Regions from separate parts of the Sus scrofa genome. Here region 2 is linked to region 1. A link is a contact called in public HiChIP or PLAC-seq data. All regions are on one chromosome and are shown on one strand. The core of a region is the stretch at or near the end of the contact, and the rest is flanking DNA. Distances in the headings are between cores, read along the strand shown.

The links. HiChIP or PLAC-seq counts read pairs in DNA pulled down with a chosen protein or histone mark.
Region 2: an H3K27ac HiChIP or PLAC-seq map of alveolar macrophages shows a contact between it and region 1. The contact joins two enhancer-like sites. A contact is called at or near these places in 1 of 5 promoter capture datasets (liver), 6 of 47 Hi-C or Micro-C datasets (adipocytes, alveolar macrophages, embryonic fibroblasts and 3 more) and 1 of 2 datasets of contacts at active chromatin or transcription factors (alveolar macrophages).

Annotation. Positions count from the first base shown.
Region 1 is chr7:98,340,220-98,343,319 of Sscrofa11.1, forward strand. TMED10 (transmembrane emp24 domain-containing protein 10) reads right to left here. Exons shown (of 5, transcript XM_001926711.5): 3 at 1,548-1,621. Among named protein-coding and RNA genes, the nearest start is that of NEK9, 20 kb to the left of the region's middle. Within about 2 kb of position 1,477, at least 46 of the 83 cell types and tissues checked have an H3K27ac peak or open chromatin away from gene starts, as enhancers often do. A contact at or near this core is called in alveolar macrophages and embryonic fibroblasts, where this site is marked.
Region 2 is chr7:98,588,262-98,591,512 of Sscrofa11.1, forward strand. The region is part of intron 2 of JDP2 (jun dimerization protein 2); the gene reads left to right. Among named protein-coding and RNA genes, the nearest start is that of JDP2, 16 kb to the left of the region's middle. Within about 2 kb of position 1,475, at least 16 of the 83 cell types and tissues checked have an H3K27ac peak or open chromatin away from gene starts, as enhancers often do. A contact at or near this core is called in alveolar macrophages and embryonic fibroblasts, where this site is marked.

The sequences.
Region 1 (3,100 bases), core at 227-2,726:
ACACTTAAAAGGATTTTTCGATTTACTCCTAAATTCATCAGACAAAGAGGCTCTTGCTTTAACTCTTTTAACTAAACTATCCTGAAGCCAGAAACAAGCAAGAGTCTCCACTAGGAACTGTCTTCCACTCACAGCTCCATCAATTGCTCCTGTTTCCTGCCTACAAATAACTCAGTCTAGTTTTGTTCAACTGAACCCATGAACTAGGAAAAAGAGGCAAGACCTGGAGAGCTGCAATTATTGCAGTACTACTTCCTGTTGAAGAAGCAGCCAGTGGCTTCCAGTCTTCTTCCATTTTAGGATATTTCCCTTCTAAGTTCTGACCAAAGATAGAACAATTTCTCCCGCTCCATCATTTCTAGAGAATTTGCTTAAATCACTTAAAGCAACTTTCCTTTGTTTATTCAGTTTACCTTCTTCAAAAGCCATTTGTATTTCCTACACCCCATCTTTTCTTCATGCCTTCGGGTACTGTTGTAGAAAGACTCTGATCTGGGTAAAAACATGCTAATCTTTCTATAAAGATCAATCCTCCAATCTTAAATAGTTCTTGTGGTTTTTCAAAGGTGCTCTTCATTTGAAGAGCCTTTTTTGTGCTGCCTCCAGAGTCTCTCATGAAAGGGATAGGAAGGGCTCAGTCCCCCTTCCCCTTATTCTATGCACACTTCCACCTTCCTACCACCCAAATAAAGGTCTGTTTTTGTTCTCTACGATACTTCTGGTTAGCAAAAATCCTAATCTCGGAGTTCCTGCTGTGGCGCAGTGGAAGCAAATCTGACTAGGAACCATGAGGTGGGTTCGATCCCTGGCCTCACTTGGTGGGCTAGGGATCTAGCGTTGCCATGAGCTGTGGTGTAGGTCACAGATGTGGCTCAGATCTGGCGTTGCTGTGGCTGTGGGGTAGGCTGGCAGCTGTATCTCAGATTCAATCCTTAGCATGGGAACGTCCATTCGCCGAGGGTAAAAAAGCAAAACAAAAACAAAGCAAAACAAAACACACCTAATCTCTTGCAGTTTTTCTTCCATCTTGCTCTCTTTCTGAAAAATTTGAAATTGAAATTATTTTAACTAAAAGCTACTTTTGACTACTACATTTCTCAAAGACAGCACAGTTGTTCAAGTCTAAATAGCAATGAATCCATGCCCTAGTTTTATACATAGCTGTCACTCTGGGAATAAAAGCCATAGGGATTAAAACCAAATCACTTCTCTTAACCTTGAACATTAACATATAAATGAATTCCGGCTTTAAAAAATTACAACTATATATCTGGTTTCTGTCTCAAGAGCACTAATAGCATATACTTAAGTGTTTCATCATACCAACATTTCTATGGGACAGTTGGTCCAGTCACTTGGCTGACAGCACAGCCAGAATTATTGTTCAAGGCTGTTAACATAACTTTTTATATCAAGCTGGTTGTCACATGACTGCTGAGAAAACCACAGCCTTCTGGGCAAAGCACAGCCTGCTGGCCTGACTAGGTCACAGAAACCTCACAGACCAGCATGCTGCTGCCTCTACTGGCTGTTACAGCAGGACATACCTCTTCGTAATTTTTTGCCTCCACTCCATGCTTCATGTCTAGGATCACGAGTTGGTCAGGTATCCGCCCTGTTCCTGAGAAAGAAATCAAAGGATTCATTGTGCGGAATATTTAAAATTCCGGGAAATCACCCACCCACCCTCTCTCTCCCTCCCTAACCCCTACCCTCTCAATAGAGGGAAATAGCCTCAACTCCTCCCCCTACTCAGCTGCAGAAAATTCCTGGCTCTGGCTAAAAATCACAAGCATTCCAGACAAAGCCTCTATCTGTGAGGGGGGCCAGAAAGCAACGAGAACACGCTGCTGGCAAACATCTCTGAGGGAGCAGCACACAAGATATGTAGTTGGCACCACAGAGGAATAGAACCAGAGAAGAGAAAACACACTGGCTTATTGGATTAGGAAATAAAACTCCAAAGTCAAAACATCATACAACTGACTGGCATACAAACCCGGAGGTAGTGGGCACCAGCTTAGGCCGAAAAGTACATTTCCACATCTAAAAAGGCTGACCCATGAAATTCTGAGAGAAGGATTACTGCATACACGCTAAGCCTGAATTTACTTAATACAAATACAAGTACTGAAAAGACCACAGCATTTATCTAATATTTTATAGGACTAAAGTATTTTGGTCAATGTAAGGCCATTTCAATAAGTAAACAAAATGTTATAGAACTAGTCCCACAAAACCCTTACAAGAGAAGAGCCCAAGAAGAAACTTGACAAAAAGAGTACAGTTCTTGGAGATACTTCTTAAAAGAGGAATGTTAATTTGGGATAGTAGGATCAACAGAGCAATGTTCATATTAGAAAAGGCAATCTGCCTTTTTTGGGGGGGTGGATCTTTTTAGGGGCACACCCATGGCATATGGAAGTTCCCAGGCTGGGGCTGAATCAGGGCTGCTGCTGGCCTATGCCACAGTCACAGCAACGCCAAATACGAGATGGGTCTGCATCCTACACCACAGCTCACACTAACACCAGATACTTAACCCATTGAGCAAGGCCAGGGATTGAACCTGCATCCTCATGGATACTAGTTGGGTGCGTTACCACTGAGCCACCACAGGAACTCTAGGAAAAAGTAATCTGATTCAGCTTGATCAGAAAGAATTCTAATCTTAAATCATCAAGTGGGAGTAAAGGGACTGGAGTGGTTCAAAAGAGCCCCAGAAAATTGCTCAGTCCCAATTCCCTGGAATTTACCCGATTACTTATAAATTTCAAAACTGCCTGCATGAAATTAGGAGTTTTGGAAACGGTGCCACTTAAGCACTTGGGTTCCTAAGACCATAAGCCAGAGAATGCACTGAACACTGAGAGACACTGGAGATTTTCTGAGATGGACTGAAGCCAAATCAATAACTACTCATTTAGAGCTCACTAGGAACTAGAACTGTGCTAGATATTTCAATCTCTGCCTTCAAATAATACAATGGGCATCTAATACATAAATATGCATAACAGCTACAGTGAAAATGCAAAGCAGTATAAAACTTTAAGGGTAAAAAAAAAAAAAAAGGTTCAGATAATCCCAGCTATGAAGCAAA
Region 2 (3,251 bases), core at 225-2,724, 250 kb after region 1:
AACTGCCTTGATGGATTTTCACATTGGCATTTTGGACTAGTAAAAGTTTCTCGAATAACAATAAGGTACGAGCTCACATTTATTAAGCATTTAATATGTAGCAGGCGCCGTGTGAAATGCTTCACATGTCAGATCTCATTTATTCCCTACCCGATCCTGGTGTCCGGGTTCCCCCTGTTTTAAGGAGGAGGAATTTGACGACCAGAGGGGAGGTGGTCGGGTCATTCAGGGTCACACGGCTGGAAGCGGGCAGAGCTGGGCCCTACACGGGGGTGATGGGCGGCTGTCATAGCAGAGAACACCAGGCACGGTGCTGGCCACTCTCTGGGAAGCATCTCATTGAACTCGCGCAAGAACCCTTTCGAGTCATTATTATTACTGTTGTTATTGTTGTGCCCACATTACGGATGAGGTCAACGAGACTTGGGGACCTCCAAGGTCACGCAGCTGGGAAACGAGCCCAGAAGTCTGACTTTGCAGCCAAAGCTTTAACCTTAGGCTACGCTGCCTCCTGTGCTCTCTGCCTGCCTTCCAGGCTGCTAATCAGTGCTCTTTTGGGCTGGGGAGGCGAGATGAACGTGGCCCCAGAATGCTCCATCATTTTGATGACCTGGCCTGATGAGCGCTGAGCCCAGCAGTTCTGCAGCCATATCATCTCCCAGGCCCCCAGAGAGAGACGGGCCAAGCCACTGTGCAGGCAGCTCTGTCCCAGCTGGTTCTTGAGCGGCCTGCCTTGGAGAGGCCAGCAGCCTTTTGGGCCACAGCCAAACCCATGAAGCAGTGGGGCGAAAGAAAATCGGAGGAATTAAGTTAAAGGACAGGTTTGGTAAAGGAGAAAGGGTTTTGTGCTGCTGTTGTGTTTATTATATGGTTGAGACATCAGGCGAAACCCTTTGGGTACCAGTGCTGGCCTGCAGACCATTTGCCCAGCAGGTGCTTGCTAAGACCTACCATGTGCCAGACCCTGGGAGCTGAACTTTAAATAGGTAGACAAACCTGCCTTCTCTTGGACTGTGGATTGGAGGGGGGACATCCAAAAATAAGCAATTCATGTACAGTATCAAAGGCCAGGTTGTGGTGAGTATTGTGAAGAAAAACTAAGCAGACCAAGTCGATGGAAGGGCTGGCTGGGGAATCTGGGCATGTCATATTCTGGTTTATGGGGTTTTTTAGATCCGACGCTTCTCTCTTGCCTCTTCGTTCTTCTTCCCTTTCCAATATTCCTTTTTAAGACACCTTTGCTCTCTGGTTTCTCCAGTGTTTTCCTGCCTCCCTTCATATTTTGTCTGCAGCCCTTTAAAGCTAGCCTCCGCTGCCACCAATCATTCTCTATTGTCCTGGGGATCTCGGCCCTTGCCCGCAGGTCATCTCTGAGTGGGCTGCTGCGGTTGCAGTGGCCACACCCTGCCTCTGGGCCTGGAATGCATTTCCAGTAGTGGGGGAGGGAGGCCAGATGCCCACCTTTGTGTGTGACAAACACACACACACACCACCAAGCACTTCACAACGTGCTAGATGGGATCCCTCCCCCTCCGTGCTACGCTATAGTGCTCTTGAAGGGACTCAAGTTCAAGGGAGGTTAGCCTGGATGACCTTTTAAGAAAGAAAGAGGTTGCAAACTGTCATTCCATGGGCAAGAGTCAGCCTACAGATGAATCTTGTTTGGCCCTCACTGTGTGGGGTTTTTTTTTTCTTCTTTTTCTTTTTTTTTTTTTTTTAATTGAATGAATTGCTATATTTAAAAGTCAGGAAATGCAGACTTTTTGGTTTTTTTTAAAACCCAGCCTATCTGGCCACTCTAGGCCCATACCCTTAAAGGCACTGAGAAGCTGGAGCTGGGCAGCTGGCACTCACGGTATTGGCATGTGGGCCTCAGTTCTCCACAGTCCCCACTACTCCCTGTTGCCTTCCACCCAGCCCACTTCATGCTATCTGTGTCACCAGCATGCTTTTGAGTTTGTGTCCTGTGTTTAGGTCCCAAGGACCAGGACTACATCTTACATTCCTTTTTACTCCCACCAGATGGTGGCCAGTGCCTGGCCTGTAGACTGTTTCACACACACCTGTTGCCTGGGACATTGATTAGCTGTGTCAACTTGGCACGTCACTTAAACTTTCTAGCCCTTGAGTTCTTTATCGCCCAATTCTCACCTCCAAACATCGGTCCATTTGTGTTTCTATTTCTGAACAGAGGTGACTTCAGGCAGAAGACAAGTGGACACAGTGGTTGAAAAATCAAACCAACCAGTCTCAAACCTGACTGATCATCAAAGCTATTTGGGGAGTTCCCTGGTGGCTCAGCAGGTTAAGGATCCAGCATTGTCACTGCTGTGGCTCTGGTCATGGGTTTGATCCCTGGCCTGGCACCTTCCACATGCTGTGGGTGGGGTCGCAAAGAAACAAACAAAAAGTATTTGGAAATGTCCCTATGCATTCATATTTCCAGGCCCAACCTTGGGCCTCAGAGAGTCTCTGGGGCAGGGTCCAGGGATTCTGTGTATTTAGTGGCCCAGCTACATTTGGGAGCCTGACTTTGTTTGTACTCCTCAGGCTCTTCTGATCCCTATCAGGGAGCACTCTGAGGGGCTCCCCTTCCAGAAGGAGCGTGTGCCTTCCATGGTAGGCTGTCTCTCCAGCACATACCCCGTGGGGTGACTGGATTCTGGCCCCCATCATCTCTGGAGCAGGAGAGGACACTTAACTGTTTGTGGATCTCCCCAAATGACACTGGTCACTTCCCCACTTCTCCAGGGAGCCTTACGGGACATTGAGAAGGTTTTCATCATTGGAAGCGTGGGTCTAGGAATCCATGGACCACAGGGTGGCCTTGGAAGGTGTGCTCGCTCTCAGTTTGCTCACCGAAAAGACCAAAGTGTTCATCCATGTGTAGGCTGAGCATAAAACGTTGCCCCATACCAGCTGATGTGCTGCGTAAATGTTGGTGTAAGCATGCTTGTGTTTTTAGTGATTGAAAACATAAAGGCAGCCCCACTGACATTTTTTTAGCAAGCCTTGCATAATTGGTTTTTAATTTGTGGCTCTTTGGAATAGCATTGGCCTTCGTCCCTCTGACTCAGATGCTTTTTCTGTCTCATACTTGCTTGGCACAGAGATCCAATCTGTCCCTTCTTGGAATAGAATCTCCCAGCTCATCGCTGAAATCCTGAATTTCCATTTTAGTTTGGTTACTTTGTTAGCACATTTTCAAAAGCTGTTAGCTTTTTTTTTTTTTTTTTTCCCAAGTAGTTTAA